Linked DNA regions of Mus musculus: region 1 is linked to region 2. Evidence: chromatin contacts called from public ChIA-PET data. All regions are on one chromosome and are shown on one strand. Each heading gives the region's core, a stretch centred on a gene start, on an enhancer-like site or on the middle of the called end of the contact. The rest is flanking DNA. Distances are from core to core; before and after follow the strand shown. Region 1 holds the start of Pcgf1 (polycomb group ring finger 1). Region 2 overlaps Hk2 (hexokinase 2).

Evidence for each region. ChIA-PET counts read pairs in DNA pulled down with a chosen protein or histone mark.
Region 1: a contact with region 2 is called in an RNA polymerase II ChIA-PET map of memory CD8 T cells, with 8 read pairs. The contact joins the promoter of Pcgf1 here to the enhancer-like site in region 2. A contact is called at or near these places in 4 of 39 promoter capture datasets (the 3T3-L1 cell line, the C10 cell line, hippocampal neurons and 1 more), 2 of 484 Hi-C or Micro-C datasets (the G1E-ER4 cell line and myocytes) and 4 of 115 datasets of contacts at active chromatin or transcription factors (extraembryonic endoderm stem cells, memory CD8 T cells, microglia and 1 more).

The regions. Positions count from the first base shown.
Region 1 is chr6:83,077,087-83,080,822 of GRCm38.p6, forward strand. Pcgf1 (polycomb group ring finger 1) reads left to right here and starts at 1,304. Exons shown (of 9, transcript NM_197992.1): 1 at 1,304-1,392; 2 at 1,809-1,914; 3 at 2,030-2,182; 4 at 2,348-2,419; 5 at 2,554-2,659; 6 at 2,836-2,869; 7 at 2,968-3,054; 8 at 3,464-3,544; 9 at 3,624-3,736. The coding sequence starts at 1,336. The coding sequence ends at 3,671.
Region 2 is chr6:82,744,714-82,748,721 of GRCm38.p6, forward strand. Hk2 (hexokinase 2) reads right to left here. Exons shown (of 18, transcript NM_013820.3): 4 at 149-268. Among named protein-coding and RNA genes, the nearest start is that of Hk2, 28 kb to the right of the region's middle. Within about 2 kb of position 2,643, at least 36 of the 459 cell types and tissues checked have an H3K27ac peak or open chromatin away from gene starts, as enhancers often do. A contact at or near this core is called in the G1E-ER4 cell line and memory CD8 T cells, where this site is marked.

The DNA of each region.
Region 1 (3,736 bases), core at 54-2,553, 330 kb after region 2:
TCTAAAGAGGGAACGATATAGACATGGGCAAGCAGTCAAGACCTGCAGTGGCTCAGAGGTGACTAGGTGGCCTGGGCCAGGAAGGTAAACCATAGCTGTATGTAGTCGATTAACAAGTCTTTAATACTTTCCTGACGCTTATGTACTACCACTTATGGGGTAACAGACATACACTCCTTTCTGTGAGGTTCCTGTTACCTTCAACCTAATTATTCCAGTTCTTTTAGACCCCATTCCTTCCATTGGGGCTCTCAATCCACACCTGTTTCTTTGGTCGTTCCTCTTCACACTGCCTTTTTTTTCTATTTCCATCACATTTATACCTCTCGTGCATCCATTTGTCAATCATGCCCACACAAGAGTCCCAATTTTCTCCAGAGAGCCTTTCAAGTTTCCGCCAGTCTCTCCCCTCTCACTCGAATCTCCAGTTGTACTCGATGCTAATAACGCTTCAGAGTAAATTTATTCTTTTAAAATTCCGCCGTAGGGACCCAGTGATGACAGTGTACCAGACCCGGGAACCCCTGTGTCCTCCCCAAGTGCGGGCCCGGGCCTATGCTACTGCAGGCACTCGCTGCCCAAGTCTCCTCGCTGTCAATCCTCCCCTCCTCCTTCGGCATCTGCTCTGCATTAGTCTGTCCCAGGCCTCCGCAGGCGCCGATGATTAAATCATCATCATTAGCCAGGGCCTATTCTCCCCATCCTCGGCAGCAGGGAGAGAGTGGGGAGTAAGAGCTCCCGGTTCCCCGGGGGGTCTCTCCCTCTCCACCCCGCCCAGGGCACCCTCTCCCAGACTTCGCGAGCCCGGAAAAAACTCCCGCGGCGCAGACGGGAGAAGGCCCGCGGCTGGGACGCAGCTCCGCAACGCGGACGCCGCAGCGGAGCAGGACTGCACTGTATAGAGAGGACCCCGGGTCGGAGGCGAGGTCGGGTCCCAGGACTCCCACACTCCGGAGCTGTAGCGGCGGGCGATAGCCCGGCTTCGGGGTCCCAGGGCACACAGGCTCTCTTAGCACAAGCTACCGAAGTTGATCCAGAGGTTGTGTGCGCGCCGTTGGAAGGACGCCCGTGGGAGCGTGCACCGCAGAGACCCTGCTTCACTCAACCCCCCTCCATAACGACCACCGATTGTTGGGGGGGCAGCGGGCTCAGGTGAGCACACGGGGAGCTAAAGAGGGGGCGAGGGCGGGGTGTGCCGGAAAACTAGCCAATCCGGAGAATGTGAGGCCCTCGTTGCTAGGAGACAAGTCCCGCCCCGCAGGCGGTACCGGAAGTGGCGGGCTGGGATCAGCCTTTAAGATGGCGTCTCCTCAGGGGGGCCAGATTGCGATCGCGATGAGGCTTCGGAACCAGCTCCAGTCAGTGTACAAGATGGACCCACTACGGAACGAGGTGCAGGGGCAGCGGGATGACTGCTGGGGTCCGTTAGCTGTGTGAACCCAAACGAAGGAGAGGACGGGTGGCGGCGGGATGGGCGCCCAGTGCGCTTGCGCAGCCACGGGGTGCGCGATACGCACGCGCGATTCTGGCCGAGTTGCCAAACGCTGGACTTGGACGCTTGCGCGTTGTGTCTCCGACAGCGTCTGGTCTCCCGAGGGAAAAAAGAGAGTCAGGCGGGTCCGCGAAAAGAGAGCACCCGCTGTGCGCGGAGCCCTCTGCTGGGCGAAGGGGGAGCTCACTCCCCCGTCTCTTCTCGGGGGCCAGACGACCCAGTCCAATAACAAACTGCTCTGTTGCTGGGAATTGCAGAAGGTGAGATGGGGTGGGCTTGCAAGACCAGTGGGGAGTGACTGAGGGTGTGTCCACAGGAGGAGGTCCGGGTGAAGATCAAAGACCTGAATGAACACATCGTTTGCTGCCTGTGCGCGGGCTACTTCGTGGATGCCACCACCATCACAGAGTGTCTCCACACCTGTGAGTGTCCCGGATCCTGTCTCTCCTCTTCCAAGCTGGCTGCCAGCCTCTGTGCTGCCTGTCCCATGTGTCGGGTTCCCAAGGGACCTGAGCATCTTCGTTTCTCCTCTTACAGTCTGCAAAAGTTGTATCGTGAAGTACCTGCAAACCAGCAAGTACTGCCCCATGTGCAACATCAAGATCCACGAGACGCAGCCGTTGCTCAATCTCAAACTGGATCGGGTCATGCAGGACATAGTGTATAAGCTAGTGCCAGGCTTGCAAGACAGTGAGTGGCCACCTTATATTTGTGGGGCCTCCTGACTCTAATGCTGGGTGGCACCTTGACGTTTTGTTCCCAACAGTTTTGTTGGGAATCAAAAAAATACAAAGATAAAGAGGTCAACAGCCAAAACAAAGAGAATTAATATGGCTGCCCTTCACCCCTCCTTAGGTGAAGAGAAACGGATTCGGGAATTCTATCAGTCCCGAGGCTTAGACAGAGTCTCCCAGCCCAGTGGTGAAGGTATGTCCTTGGTGCTCATTTGGGGGAGGGGGGCAATTAAAGCCCTCAGAGCATCTCTTTTGCCTGGTTTTGCTCTCTGGGGAGAAGAGGGTATGGAACCTGTACCAGCCTCCTCAATATCTACTTTTCCTCAGAGCCAGCCCTGAGCAACCTTGGCCTCCCCTTCAGCAGTTTTGACCACTCTAAAGCCCACTATTATCGATATGATGAACAGCTGAGCCTATGCCTGGAGCGGCTGAGGTGAGGGGCAGGTCAGAGGTTGCGTGAAGTGATACTACTGGTGACCCAGATGCTAAGGGACTTGGGGGGAAGGGTGAGGGAGTGTCTGCTCCCCTGAAGAAAGTGTGCTGTGGTGCTTGTGCTAGGTAGGAGACAAGAAAAGTGGAACCCTCTAACTTGTATCTGTTTCCATCCAGTTCTGGCAAAGACAAGAATAAAAATGTCCTTCAGGTGAGAGGGGTTGAGGGGAGGGCCCCTTTGAAGGAGCCGTTTCTCCCAGCAACCCTTCCCTCAGACACCTGTGCCCTCCCCTCCTTCTCTGTTCCTAGAACAAGTATGTTCGGTGTTCTGTGAGAGCTGAGGTCCGCCATCTCCGAAGGGTTCTGTGTCACCGACTAATGCTAAATCCACAGCATGTAAGTAAGCCCATCATGTTACGGGGAAAACAAGGGACTGAAAGGGGAGGGCATGTCTGGCTTGCCAGCTTGTACCTGGAAGAAAGCTCAGGCCGGAAGATCACTTCAAGTTCAGGGCTAGCCTAGGCTATATAGTGAATTCCAGGCTAGTCTGGACTCCAGAGTAAGACTTTGTTTACAGGAGCAAAAAAGGTTTGAGAGCGGTCTGCTCAGATAGCTTAGTCAAGTATTTGCCTTTCAAGTACCAGGATCAGAGTTCAGTTCCCAGACCTAAAAACAAACAAAGAAAACCCTAGCATAGTAGTGCAAACTTGTAATCGCAGCAGTGGAGCCGCACAGAGGAAGAGACGGACAGAGTCTAGGGACAAGTCTCTGTCCAGCACTACTTCCCTGCCCATCTCCCTCTTAGGTACAGCTCCTTTTTGACAATGAGGTTCTCCCAGATCACATGACAATGAAACAGCTATGGCTGTCCCGCTGGTTCGGCAAGGTAAGCCGGGTGCACAGTGGGCTGAGGGGCCAGCAGGTGCTGAGAGCCCACTCACTCCTTCTTTCCCTTTTCTCCTTAGCCATCTCCTTTGCTTCTCCAATACAGTGTGAAAGAGAAGAGGAGGTAGGGGCCAGGCTTGCTTCCACCCCCTTCCCACCCCTCCCCAGATATTTATGTGAAATTAACTGTGGC
Region 2 (4,008 bases), core at 1,393-3,892:
CTACACATAGCACATACATATAGCTTCCCAGAAGGACGTAAGTCTCAGTACTGAAAGCTCACATGCAAAATCCCCTCATCGCCACTGCCCCCACAGCTGCAGGTGGCTCAGGAGTCCCCTTCCGAGAAAGCATCTCGACCCGCCATACCTCATCCAGTTTCGTCTGGTGGCAGGGGAACGAGAAGGTGAAACCCAGCGGGAGCTTCTTCTCTTTGATCTGTAGCTTGTCCATGAAGTTGGCCAGGCATTCGGCAATGTGGTCAAACAGCTACGGGCACAAAGAGGAAGGTGAGCAGGGCGGCAGGAGAGTGGGAGACAGACTTAGGGTGAAGGGTTCTATCGACCGCCAACTTAACACAGTCTAAACAGTCTAACATGACCTAGAAGACAAACCTCTAAGCATGCCTGTGTGGGAGTGGGAAGATCTCCCCATGTATCGGTGACAGCCTTCCAAAGGCTGGAGCCACGGATCGATTAAAAAGGAGTTAACTGAGCCGAGCACCACATCTCTCTGCTTCCGGACTGTGGACACAGTCATGACCTCAGACCCCTGCTGCCATGTCTGTCCTCTTCCTTCTATGACAGACTATACCCTCCAAGTGTGAGCCAAAATAAATGCCCCCTTTCTAGTGTTACTTCAGTTACAGAAACAAGTGACTTATAAAGATGAGCTGGTAGAACTTATGTCATCTTTTGCTCTCCCAATGAAAAGGAAACGACATCGGAACTGACACTCAAAATGACATCTGGACTCAGTCATGCAATGTGTACAAAGGCATAAATAATGCTAATTAGTGCTCATTAGAGGGCATCTTCCACTTAAGACTTTTAAATTAATCTTGCTCAAAAGAACCCCCTAAATCATTGGGCGTCGTGGTTATCACAAGGTTCGAGTACATCAGAGAACAGAGCATCCTCTGCTGGCAGTCATGTTAGCCCAGCTCATCCTCCTAAACAGAAGCCCATCTCACTCCCAAGAAGTTCTTTGGCAGCCCTGACTCTTGATGGAGACTGACAGGATTCCTTCCCTTGGCGCTCTATGAACCAACTCAAGCAAAATAAACAACCTTTTTATTTTTCCTCTGTAAAAGAAAAAAAATTCCCTGAAGGCAATTCAAGGAAATTATTTTTTGGTTTGTTGTTTATCTTATTCTATTTTTTTTTAAATATGTGTGTGTGTGTGTGTGTGTGTGTGTGTGTGTGTGCGTGTGCACGCGCGCACAGGTGTATACATGCAGTCACACTTGCGGCCATGGAGAACTGCAGTTACTAGTTCTCCGTTGTGTTGTGAGTTGCTTGATCTGATCCCTGGTATACAAACTCTTGTCCCCTAATAAAACAGCAATTGCTTTTAACTAGCAAGTCATCTCCAGTCTCTATTTTTGATGTCCAGTTTCAAAACAAAAGACAGGGCAATGGCTGCAGGACCCACATAGCCACCTCAACATGCAGAGAGGTGCACTCCTGATAACTCAGGCTTCCAGTCAAGCCAGAGCCCACCAACCGAGAGGTCCCCTGTCACCTACTCCATACCCTCAAAGAGAAGCTTAGCTCTCTAGATGTTGAGAGACAGAGGGCAGGGCACGAGATATAGCGAGTAAGCAGAGGCTGGAGAGGGTAAACAGAGTCCACGGAAAGAGGGCCAAGTGGCAAGATGGAAAAGCGTGGAAGAAGGAGTGGAAGAATGGAAGACAAACAAGTGTGTTCCTTCCCAGAAAGGAGCAAAGGGCCAGCGACACGGCTCAGAGGGTTGGCATTTGGTGCCAAGCATACAACTTGAATTTAATTCCTAGAGAGAAAGCCGACTGCTCCATGCTCTCCTGAAGCCTTCACACACCCCTCAAGAGACCCAGCAAGCTCTCGAAAATCTCTCCAGATCTCAACAATAAGGGATGGGGCTAACAGGCCCACCGGCTCCCTGATGTCTGGGCGATGAGCAGCTGGTGGAGTCAGGAAGGAAGGCAGCCTAATCTAGGAGGAGGCAGTGCTGGCTGAGCCCCCATCCTGGGTCCTGCCCATCTGTCTCATCCGAAGCACGGTTACCCACAGTTGATGCTGAACTTTGAACCTCCAGTCCAAGGCAAGAGCGGTGTTTGTTAGTTTTTCTTTATTCTTTCCCTTTTTTCCCAGCGCTGAAGACTGAACCCAAGGCCTTACACATGGTATGTGAGCTCTTTGTCACCTTACAGCCTTTAGGGTGAATATCTTTATCCAAAGGAAACAAGTCACAGAAACATCAAGCAGTCACGGGAATTGGGGGGACCTTAATCTAAGGCAAGGAACAAAATATATCTTCCTAGTCCCCAGCCCTTACCTCTGTTCCTTCCCCAGCCGCCTTCCCCACAGAAGGCAAGAAAAAAAAAGCCCCTACATTCAGGAGGCTGAGACAGGAAAATGGGGAATTTGGCAGCCTAGGCTACCTCTTGAGAGCCTGATATCAAGTCAAACTAAATTCAGCTGGCTGGTCACATTTTCAGTTTGCCAGGCTTCATGTGACTCGTGGTTTCCCACAGGGCAAGTCCACTGAGAAAAGGTCTGAGTAAGCGGCAAGATCAAAAGCCTACACGCTTCCTAGAAGGAAGAGAGGAGACAGCTGCTCCCCTGAGTTGGAGGACCAACCCTCTCTTCCTGCTATCTGAGGACGGGGCATGAGATGCTAGAGAACTCAACACCTTCCTGCCATAAAAAGGCTCAAAGGGCATCGGTCTGCCAGCTCTGTGCTCCACACATTTCCTTTTCCTTATTGACAGGAGGATGTCTCACTCCTCTTGTCCTGAGATAGACCTAAAAAACCTCAGCAGGGTGTGCGGGCGCCCGCCGGGGCCAGCATCAAGAAGCTGAGGAAGAAGGGGCACCAAGTTCTCTGAGATAGAAACCAGTGAGCAGAAGATAGAGTTCTCTCCCGACAGGTTCACAGCTCTTAAGGACTGTTGCAAGTCTGAGGCTTGATAATTTAGCTTTTGATCTAATAAAACTGCATTTTAAAAATCTACTTCTTCCCCCTTTTAAAAAACTGGGCTGGTAAGATGACACTTAACAACAAGCCTGACCACCGGTGTGTGAACCCCAGAATCTACATAGTAGAGAGAATTGATTCCCACAAATTATCCTCTGACCTTCTCTCTCTCTCTCTCTCTCTCTCTCTCTCTCTCTCTCTCTCTCAATGTAGCTAAAAGAAAAAGAATAGAAATGATTTTCTTTAATTTTGGTGGTTTGAGATGTTTTCACTATTAGGTATTTTATTATCAGGTGTCACATTTTAATTATTTTCATAGGTTTGACTTTCATTTGGAAACAAGGTCACACTATATATAGCCCAGGCTGGCCTTGAACTCTCAATCCTCCAGGCTCAGTCTCTCAAATGCTAGGATTACAGATGTGTACCTGGCCCCGACAGTCTGAGATATTTCAAGGTAAATTTGAACTTTTGGGATCATGAGTGTTAGAAACAGATTCTCTTTCTAGGTGGACAGACACACTGCAAATGTCAACTCAAGTGGCAAGCCCTGGCCAGGCTCTGCAGGGAAAGCTGCCAGGACCATGGGATGCCTGTGACCTTCCTATTATAGAAGAAAGAGGTCTACGGAGACGAGATTCGCCCAACACATTGCACACACATCGCAATGTGGTTTTTCACAACCACAGCCAAACTTCTGGTGTGTTTTTGGCATTGTCTTACTTGGTTCTCAAATATTTGTCATCTGGTAGCAGGGCCCAGAACGAGACAGAAGCAATACGGAGAAAAGGCTAGCACATTCTTCATGAGGGGGAACAACACCGATGAGGTACAATACAGAGCAGGAAGACAATCTGAAGACTGGGCACGCTCCTGTGTAGAGCAGCAGGCCCCAGCAAGCCTGCCAGGTGTTGAAGTCACCACAGCTCCCCTCTCAGCCCATGACCTAACTAGCACCCTACCACCCTTCTCTACAAACAGACGACTAGGGTACTCCTGGCTGGTACCCTTTAGCTCAGAATCATACAGCGAGATCATCCCAAAACAAGATC